Regions from separate parts of the Ovis aries genome. Here region 1 is linked to region 2. The links are chromatin contacts, called in public Hi-C maps. All regions are on one chromosome and are shown on one strand. Each heading gives the region's core, a stretch centred on a gene start, on an enhancer-like site or on the middle of the called end of the contact. The rest is flanking DNA. Distances are from core to core; before and after follow the strand shown. Region 1 overlaps TGFBR3 (transforming growth factor beta receptor 3). Region 2 has its middle 29 kb from the start of CDC7.

Region 1 (3,785 bases), core at 717-3,216, 150 kb after region 2:
AAGCCCAGGAGGCTTTATTTCAAAACAGTTGCATAAAGACTTACGTGGAGTAATTGGAATCGGTTCCTTAATACTTGGACCTGTTTCTGAAACAAAAACATAAATCACGATGCATTCTACAGAGAAACCAAGTTCTAAGCAAGAGGTTATCAAAATCTCAGTAGAGGCTGACATTCTTCTATTTGTGAATACTTATTTTGTGAAAAGTCTGTCAATTATTCTATTTAGATATCAAGACTGTAACATGGATTACTCAGAAATTTTAAGCCCTGTACTTCGTTAATGATCAATTGTATACTTTCTCTAACCTGAAAAAAACCTGAAAGCAAACACCTAAACTTAAGAAATTTGAGTCTGATAATTCATGCATGTGTGTGTGTGTGTGTGTGTGTGTGTGCGTGCGCACGCACACGTGTATATACCTTTCTCTTTACGGTAAAACATCTGTCTACAATGCGGGAGACCTGGGTTCCATCCCTGGGTTGGGAAGATCCTCTGGAGAAGGAAATGGCAATCCACTCCAGTACTATTGCCTGGAAAATCCCATGGACAGAGGAGCTTGGTAAGCTACAGTCCATGGGGTCACAAAGAGTCAGACACGACTGAGCGACTTCACTTTCACTTTCTTTATTTACAAAAGGATGCAGTATCTCTAAGTATCATGTTTCTCCAGTGTATTTAATATTATTCCACTTTCAAAAAGTCTTCTAACACATACACAGACTGTAAAAGCATCTTTATTCCTCCTCCTGACAGTGTCGTCCTATAGTCCAGCTCCTCTTCATGCATGTGCATTATTACAAAGCTTCTCTAACTGGTCTCCTGGTCTCCACTACTGCACCCAACCCAAATGTTTCCTCCCCAATATGTGCCCCCAGAATGACTTTTGCAGAGTTCAGGGCTGATTATATTATTGCCCTGATTAAACCATTCAATGGTTTCCCTTCCTTTACGGGAAAAAAGTCCAAACTCTCGAGCATGGCATGGAGTGATCTGCCTTCCTCTCCCCACCTCTCTCCAGCCTCCTTTACTAATGGTTCCTCAGCCATGCTGGGCTCCTCGAAGTTAAGCTCCCCCACTTCTCCAGGCGGTTCCATGTCATCACAAGTTGCAAGCCATTCCCTCAAGGACCCTCCCCACACGACCTGCTCTGCTGGCATTTTCAGGGGAGGCGTTCTCTGACTATTTCACAGCCCCATACCCACCCCAGTGGGGCAAATCTCTCCCACTTTTGCTCATCCTCTTCCTCTTTTGTCATAAAGGTGCCACATCACATCTGAATTCTCTTAATCTTTTCCACCTCCAGGGCAGAGCCTGGATCTTATTCATCTGCAGACCCTCAGGGCTCGGCCAGGAATAGAAGAGCCTTTACCAGAAAGCTTAGTGAAGGTCAGTTAGAATGTTGCTGTACTTTTTGATTCATCAGGCTTCCCTGATGGTTCAGATGGTAAAGAATCCGCCTGCAGTGCAGAAGACTTGTTTTTGATCCCTAGGTAGGGAAGATCCTCTGGAGGAGGGAATGGCAACCCACTCCAGTATTCTTGCCTGGAGAATTCCATGGACAGAGGAGCCTGGCAGGCTGCAGTCCATGGAGTCGCAAAGAGTTGGACACGACTGAAGCGACTTAGCATGTACACAATTTTGTAAACAGAGGCAACAGAGGAATTTTGGAATAAGACTGTTTGAAAATGCTTATACGCTTTGACATTTCTATAATGCCTTCATGTTCAGAGAGTGCTATAGAGCCTGATCTCATTTGAGGTTTCAACCAGCCCCATAAAGGAGGCAGAAACAGAATTCTTATCACTATCTTACAAAAAAGCAGCCTGAAATTCTTTATCATGTGACCAGCCCAAGGTCACAGCTGGAAAGCATCAGGGTAGGGGCTGACCCAGGATTCCACATTCTGCCTAGCAGGCTAAATGACTGGTGAGTGTGGCTGCGCCCTGAGCTAGAGAAGCACTGATTAAGCAGCTGCTTGTGCACAGCTGTGTGCTCTTCTCAACAGTGAGAGTATCATTGGCCACAGGGCAGCATATCACAGTCCACCACTTATTTTTGTACAAGTGAACTAAAGATGAATTTTATATTTGTAAATCATTGAAAAAAAAATATTTCATGACATGTGAAAATTGTACACAGTACAAATCTATTCGTAAAGAAGTATTTGAACATAACGAGGCTCATTCATTTATATACTGTCCACGGCCACTCTTAGGCTGCAACAGCAGTTAAGTAGTTGAGGCAGGGACTCCATAAGCCACAAACTGGACATAGTCACCATCTGGCTCTTTATAGAAAAAGTGTGTTAAGTCCTGGCACACAGACTCTACCCCTGTTCTCGAGAGTTTAAAAGTAAACATGTTTAGTGCCTCTCCTCATCTCCATTTTTATTCAATAAAAAAGGAACACACACCTTGTTCTGGAAGCCAAAGTAAAGCAAAAAAACAATTGTGAAAAATTGACCAAAACAAGCAGCATTTGAGTTGATGTTTATAAAAATAGAACAGCTAGACAGGATTGTTAAATTCTCAGGATTAACCATCTCAGCTGGTTGATTACATCCATGAAGCATGGAGTATCACAGTCTAGCTCTAGGGGGAGGGATGCTACGGGATGAAACAAAGTCACTACAACTGAAGGGCACCCCCTGGAGTTGTGCAGCATAATGTCCCTGGGATTAGGATATATGAGAAAGTTATACTTAAAATAAAATTACTAAGAAAACGAAAATAATTGTGTATTTTTAAGAAAATGTATTTCAGTGTGCAGAACACATACCAACTACACAAGGCACATAAGAGCCTGTCTCCTGGGAGGTTGGCCCCACCAGCCTTATTGGCAGCAGTGAAGCAACAACAATGATGCCTCCACATTTGTACACTGTATAGTGTTTTACAGTCGACAAAAAAGCCTTCACTTATATTTTCTCATTTTAAATTCCCAAGAGTCCTATGAAGTAGGGGCATCTAACCACAAAATTCTATTTGTAAAAAGTAGTGGTTTGATACGCTGAACTAAGTCCAAAAGCATTTAAATGTCTCTATAGGGTTCATCATGGAAGAAATATACACACTTCTGGGAAGAGTTCCATCCAATCAACCACCCATGGTTAAGTTAAACTTTGTCACTCAGAATCCCCAAAAGGTTTCAAATAATGATTCTCCCTTAAGGAGACCTCGTATGTGAGAATGTAGGTTTTACAGTAAAGCCTGTGTGATAGATGACACTGTTTGAAAATTCTTAATGGATTTACATTATTACCTAATCCTCTTACCCTACCCCAAATATGGGCCTTCTCACACAGCTAAGCACAAACAGTTGTTGCTCATTTCCCCAGAGGTGAAGTTCCTCCATGCTTTCTGTGCATAAACAATAACAAGCACAGGCTACAGAACCAAGGTTCAAGGATTTTATCCTCTTACTTTTGTGTTCCAAAATTCCCAATAAACCCTGACTATAACTAAAATAGTTTGATCTCCACTGGAACCCTATAATTGAGTTGGCATGCTGAAAGGAAAAGACAAAACAATATTTACTTTTGGTTTAAGGGTACGATTGCAAGAAAGGAATCCTAGCCATTGCTGTAAAGAGAAATTTTAACAATAAAGATTTCTGTACAGAAAGAACAAACTATAATCAACATTCTGACTTAAATCTTTTCATGTACTCTGAGCAAACTTTGGTCTGCCTCTAGAACCAAAACTTCCCTCCTCAGATTGTTTACTCATGGTTTTCATAAAAAAGATATTTCTCGGGTTATGCATGAGTAACTGACCACAACT
Region 2 (4,171 bases), core at 657-3,156:
TAATGTCTTTTGAATAGAAAAGTTGAAACATTCGACTTTTAAGAATAGAATTTGGTGGTTATGCAAGGGAAGGAAAAGGGAGCTAGTCTTCCGAAAGATATGCAGTGTTACAAATTAGTTCTCAGGGAATTTCAATCCAACTAGATAATGTTGCCTCAATTTTGGCTGTTTTGTGGATAAAGATTAGCAAAGAGCTTCTCATATTCTTCAGGTTTTTCAGCCTTCTGAAGACTATTTTATAAACTCAGACATCTCCCTAAAAGATATTAGACAGAATAGTCATTTCTAGGGAAGGACTGAGAAGATAACTAGTTAATGCCATTTCCTATTATTTTGTAAGTTCCCAGAATATTCAGCTATTTTTCATTGTCAGCTTTTTAAAATTCTTATTGCTCAGACTCTTGAGATAAAGCTGTTATGGGTATTTTCATCTAATAAGCCATAGACATCTAGAACTATTAATGTAACAAGCTACAAGTATTGGTTTTCGAAACAGGCTGCAGCTCTCCAGCATTTTTAATGAAACTTTTCCTTATAAGGAGATGCTTATGGTTGTCTTAATGACCTAAATGAAAATGTGGCTCAAGAATGGTTATTCCAAAGAATTAAACTTAGTTTATTTCAAAATCAGAACAAAAGTCATCAAGTAATGTTGTTAATCTGTTTCTGGCATCAGCATTTTAGCAACAAAATGGTGTTACAGATGTCAGAATATTGATTGCATGAAATCTTGAAACCCACAAAACTCGTAGGCTTAGGTTTTAGTAATTTCTGCTGTTTATGTAATTTCAGCCCTTCGCGTCACCGAAAAGTTATTTATCTTAAGAAACTGTGGCCAAATTTGGCGGGTAATGCTGTCTGCCAGTGTCTGCAGATGGATTGTTTCCGCCTACAACTGTGCGTGCTGTCTGTGGTCTTTAAAGAACACTATCTAACACCAGGAAGAAATGTCAGTTGTCTGTTCAGATTTTTTTCCTATATTCTTAGAACTGATGTTGCCGTTTCCTAATTTTGTCAAATTGTGTGTTTGAACTATCTTCCTTTCTTGAAAGGTGGGTATTATCACCCATGTACTAACTAGGTAAGTAATCAGAAGTAGTTAATACTGTGTCAAATTACAGCAAGAGTTTCAGCAAAGTAACCACAAAGGTCAGTGCTAAGGCAAGTATATAGTAAATAGTGACATTTTAGAGATCTGAAGTGAAAAGCCATGATCTTTGAAATGCAGTTTCAAGTTGGGTGAGAAAATTACAAAAGTGAAGTTCTGAACAAAGTAACTGCAAAATAGTTTGTGCTTAAACTGACCTGCTAATTTTTTTTCCTCAATAGAGGAAAATGAACTAAAAGAATAGAATTTTCCCAGATCTCTGTTTTGAGTACTTTAAAAAACTATCAAGGTATGTAAAAGAATTCAAAAGGATGAGCATAAAAATTTATTTGGAGAGTGTGTACAAAACTTTTATAAGGCAAGAGAGATGACTACAAAATGGACATAAATGGTTTATTTTTTAAATTTTTTTCATTGTGCTAGGGCTTATAGGATCTTAGTTCCCTGACCAAGGAAGTGCTGAGTCCTCGCCACTAGACCTTTCAGGGGATACCCAAAATGTGAATGGCTTAGGATCCTGATGCACCATGAGCAAAATGCTCTTTTAAATTGAATGCATATGATGCTGTCCTATCCCTTAGGCAGATTCCATCTTGTACCCTACTGAAGCAATTCTTTGAGGAAGGTAAGGATTTAGCACTAGAAAATTAAATCCTATCTTATGAAGGGATATCAAGGATAAAATAGCTTCTAGAATCATCTCTAGTACTTGATTTAGAGAAGGCCAAAGTCACTCTCTAGCAGGAACCAAGAAGATGAATCAAGGGATGGGCTTCTGACATCCTGAAATCAGAACAGTAACTGTCAGCTGCAAGGGTGAGTGGCACACATCAGAAAGTGAAAGAGCCATCTGACAGTTCTTCCTGATCAGAACTTTTGCTTACGTTTCTTATCTATGTTCTATTCATGGTGTGTTTTTTTAATCTGTGCTTAATCATGTATTCACCCTTAGTATAAATTCCTTCTGTAACTTCTCTGAAGACTAGCATATGATCTAGAAATGACTCCAACTAGGACAAGACTAAGACAGTAAATCAGAAACAGATGTATGGCTCTGTAGCCTCACATTGTTATTTCAGCTCTGTCTGTAAGCAAAAGATCAGGGGTCCGGGGAATCCAGCCACCTTCTTATTTCTCTAGACACTCATCTTACTGCTTTTTCACCCGATAGAAGTTTCTCTGTTTCTTCTGGCATGTTGCTGGTCTTCCTACACACTAATGTTCTGACTGAAATAAAAACCAGCCCCACTGTATGTATACATATATGAGTAATCTTTAGACAAGTATTAGCAATGCTCCTTTACACTTCTCCCCACGGTTAGTGAAATGAATGTCTGGTGTTCTGTGAGTGTCCATTTTGTCATTTTAACTTTTTTTTTAAAACTCCATAAATGGCCATATTAAATGTGTACTCCCCTTAAAAATTTTTTTTAAACTTAAAAAAAAAACTCATTATTACTCTCTATGTGTTAAATATCAGCATCTTTACATCTCTATATTGTGTATTATGAAGAAGCATCAGCAAGTGTTCAGTGAATGTTTCTTGAGTGAATGCATTTAAGTGTTAGGGGCTTCCCTGGTGGCTTAGATGCAAGATTCTGCCTGCAACGTGGGAGACCTGGGTTCAACCCGTGGGTCAGGAGGAGGATCCCCTGGAGAAGGGAATGGCTACACTCAGAGTATTCCTGCCTGGAAAATTCCATGGAGAGAGGAACCTGACCCTGACCATAGGGTCACAAAGAGTTGGACATGACTGAGGCATTTATTGAGCAAGTATTCAATGAATATTTGTTGAGTGAATACATTTAAGTTACATTTAATTAATTTACTTTTGGGGGGAAGATATAAGCCAAAACCTCTCTTAGTAAGGGTGCCTGTTTTCCTGTTTGGTACAATTTATTTTATAGGGAGTGACACCAAATTGTAGGAAAAATAAATGCCTCATCTCTCCTTGCATATGAAATGTAAGTGAAGGCAAGATTTTAATGCCAGGCTTTAGGTTCAGCATAGCCCTAAAGTGGTCTTTGGACTTGTAGTTGCCTTTCCCTCCCTTAGCCAGATGTATCCACTGTTAGTAGGCTCTCAGTAGTCCCATCCCATCCCATTTCAAATGATCGTTTTCTCAGTTCCCTATACTCAAATCATAAGAAGGTAGAGATTGTTTTATGTTCTCCCCAACCCACACATACATTTTGTATCAACACTTTAGAGACTTAAGTACTCAGTCAAAACTGGGATTGACTAAGGACCTGACTGACACCAGGGGTTATTTCCAAACCCCAACAACATAATCTCAGCCCTTATATTCTTAAAAATCTATAGGATTATAATGTTTTCCTGTGGTCGTCTGTCTTAAAATTTCCCAGCTTCTCACCCCCTTCCCATCCGTATCAGTTCTAATTTTTCTCCACTCCAATTCCCATTGCGCTGACCTCAGAGACAGAGAACAGCTGGTGGACATTCTGTTTGTAGTAACCCTTAACATCCCTGTATAAGAGGCAAGTGAGCAAAAATTTTATAATTATTATAGTCATGGTTTTAGTGCCTACTGTGTGCCAAGTAAGGACTTAAAAGCATGTGTAAATACCTATGGTAAACCGTTATATACATTATTATGCTTTGCTAACGCGATTCATCTTCATACATGCAGAACCCTATTCATCTTGGATTTTCCTGAGGCAGCTTCTATTACAAAAATGTCAGTGCTCATTGATGTGTTCTGAGAATTCCAACATTTTCTGCATCCAAATTGTATGGAATGTCTTTTTAACTAGAAGTAGTGTGAAATTGTTAGAAACGCATTCTAGTTTTTTAGCTTTGAAAATATGTCTGTTATATTCATAACGTGGCATTTGAGGTTCTCTTCTTTGGGAACCAGCTGATGTATATATTACTGAGTAAAACACAGTCTTTTAAGACCATTTGAGCACCAAATGGGGCCTTAAGTATTTTCACTGAGGTCCTCACACTTAAAAAGTAAGGGGAACTAATGCCCCCTTACTCACCCTTTGTCAATTAAAAATAAATCCGAGGGAATTCCCTGGCTGTTCAATGGTTAGGACT

The links. Hi-C and Micro-C count contacts between places; a contact is called where the count stands out from the background.
Region 1: a Hi-C map of omental adipose tissue shows a contact between it and region 2, with 2.5 times the contacts expected there. The contact joins two enhancer-like sites. A contact is called at or near these places in 2 of 16 Hi-C or Micro-C datasets (omental adipose tissue and tail adipose tissue).

The regions. Positions count from the first base shown.
Region 1 is chr1:68,973,010-68,976,794 of ARS-UI_Ramb_v3.0, forward strand. It overlaps TGFBR3 (transforming growth factor beta receptor 3), which reads right to left. Exons shown (of 18, transcript XM_060411602.1): 16 at 45-80. Among named protein-coding and RNA genes, the nearest start is that of CDC7, 180 kb to the left of the region's middle. Within about 2 kb of position 1,967, at least 4 of the 54 cell types and tissues checked have an H3K27ac peak or open chromatin away from gene starts, as enhancers often do.
Region 2 is chr1:68,819,080-68,823,250 of ARS-UI_Ramb_v3.0, forward strand. No RefSeq gene overlaps it. Among named protein-coding and RNA genes, the nearest start is that of CDC7, 29 kb to the left of the region's middle. Within about 2 kb of position 1,907, at least 4 of the 54 cell types and tissues checked have an H3K27ac peak or open chromatin away from gene starts, as enhancers often do.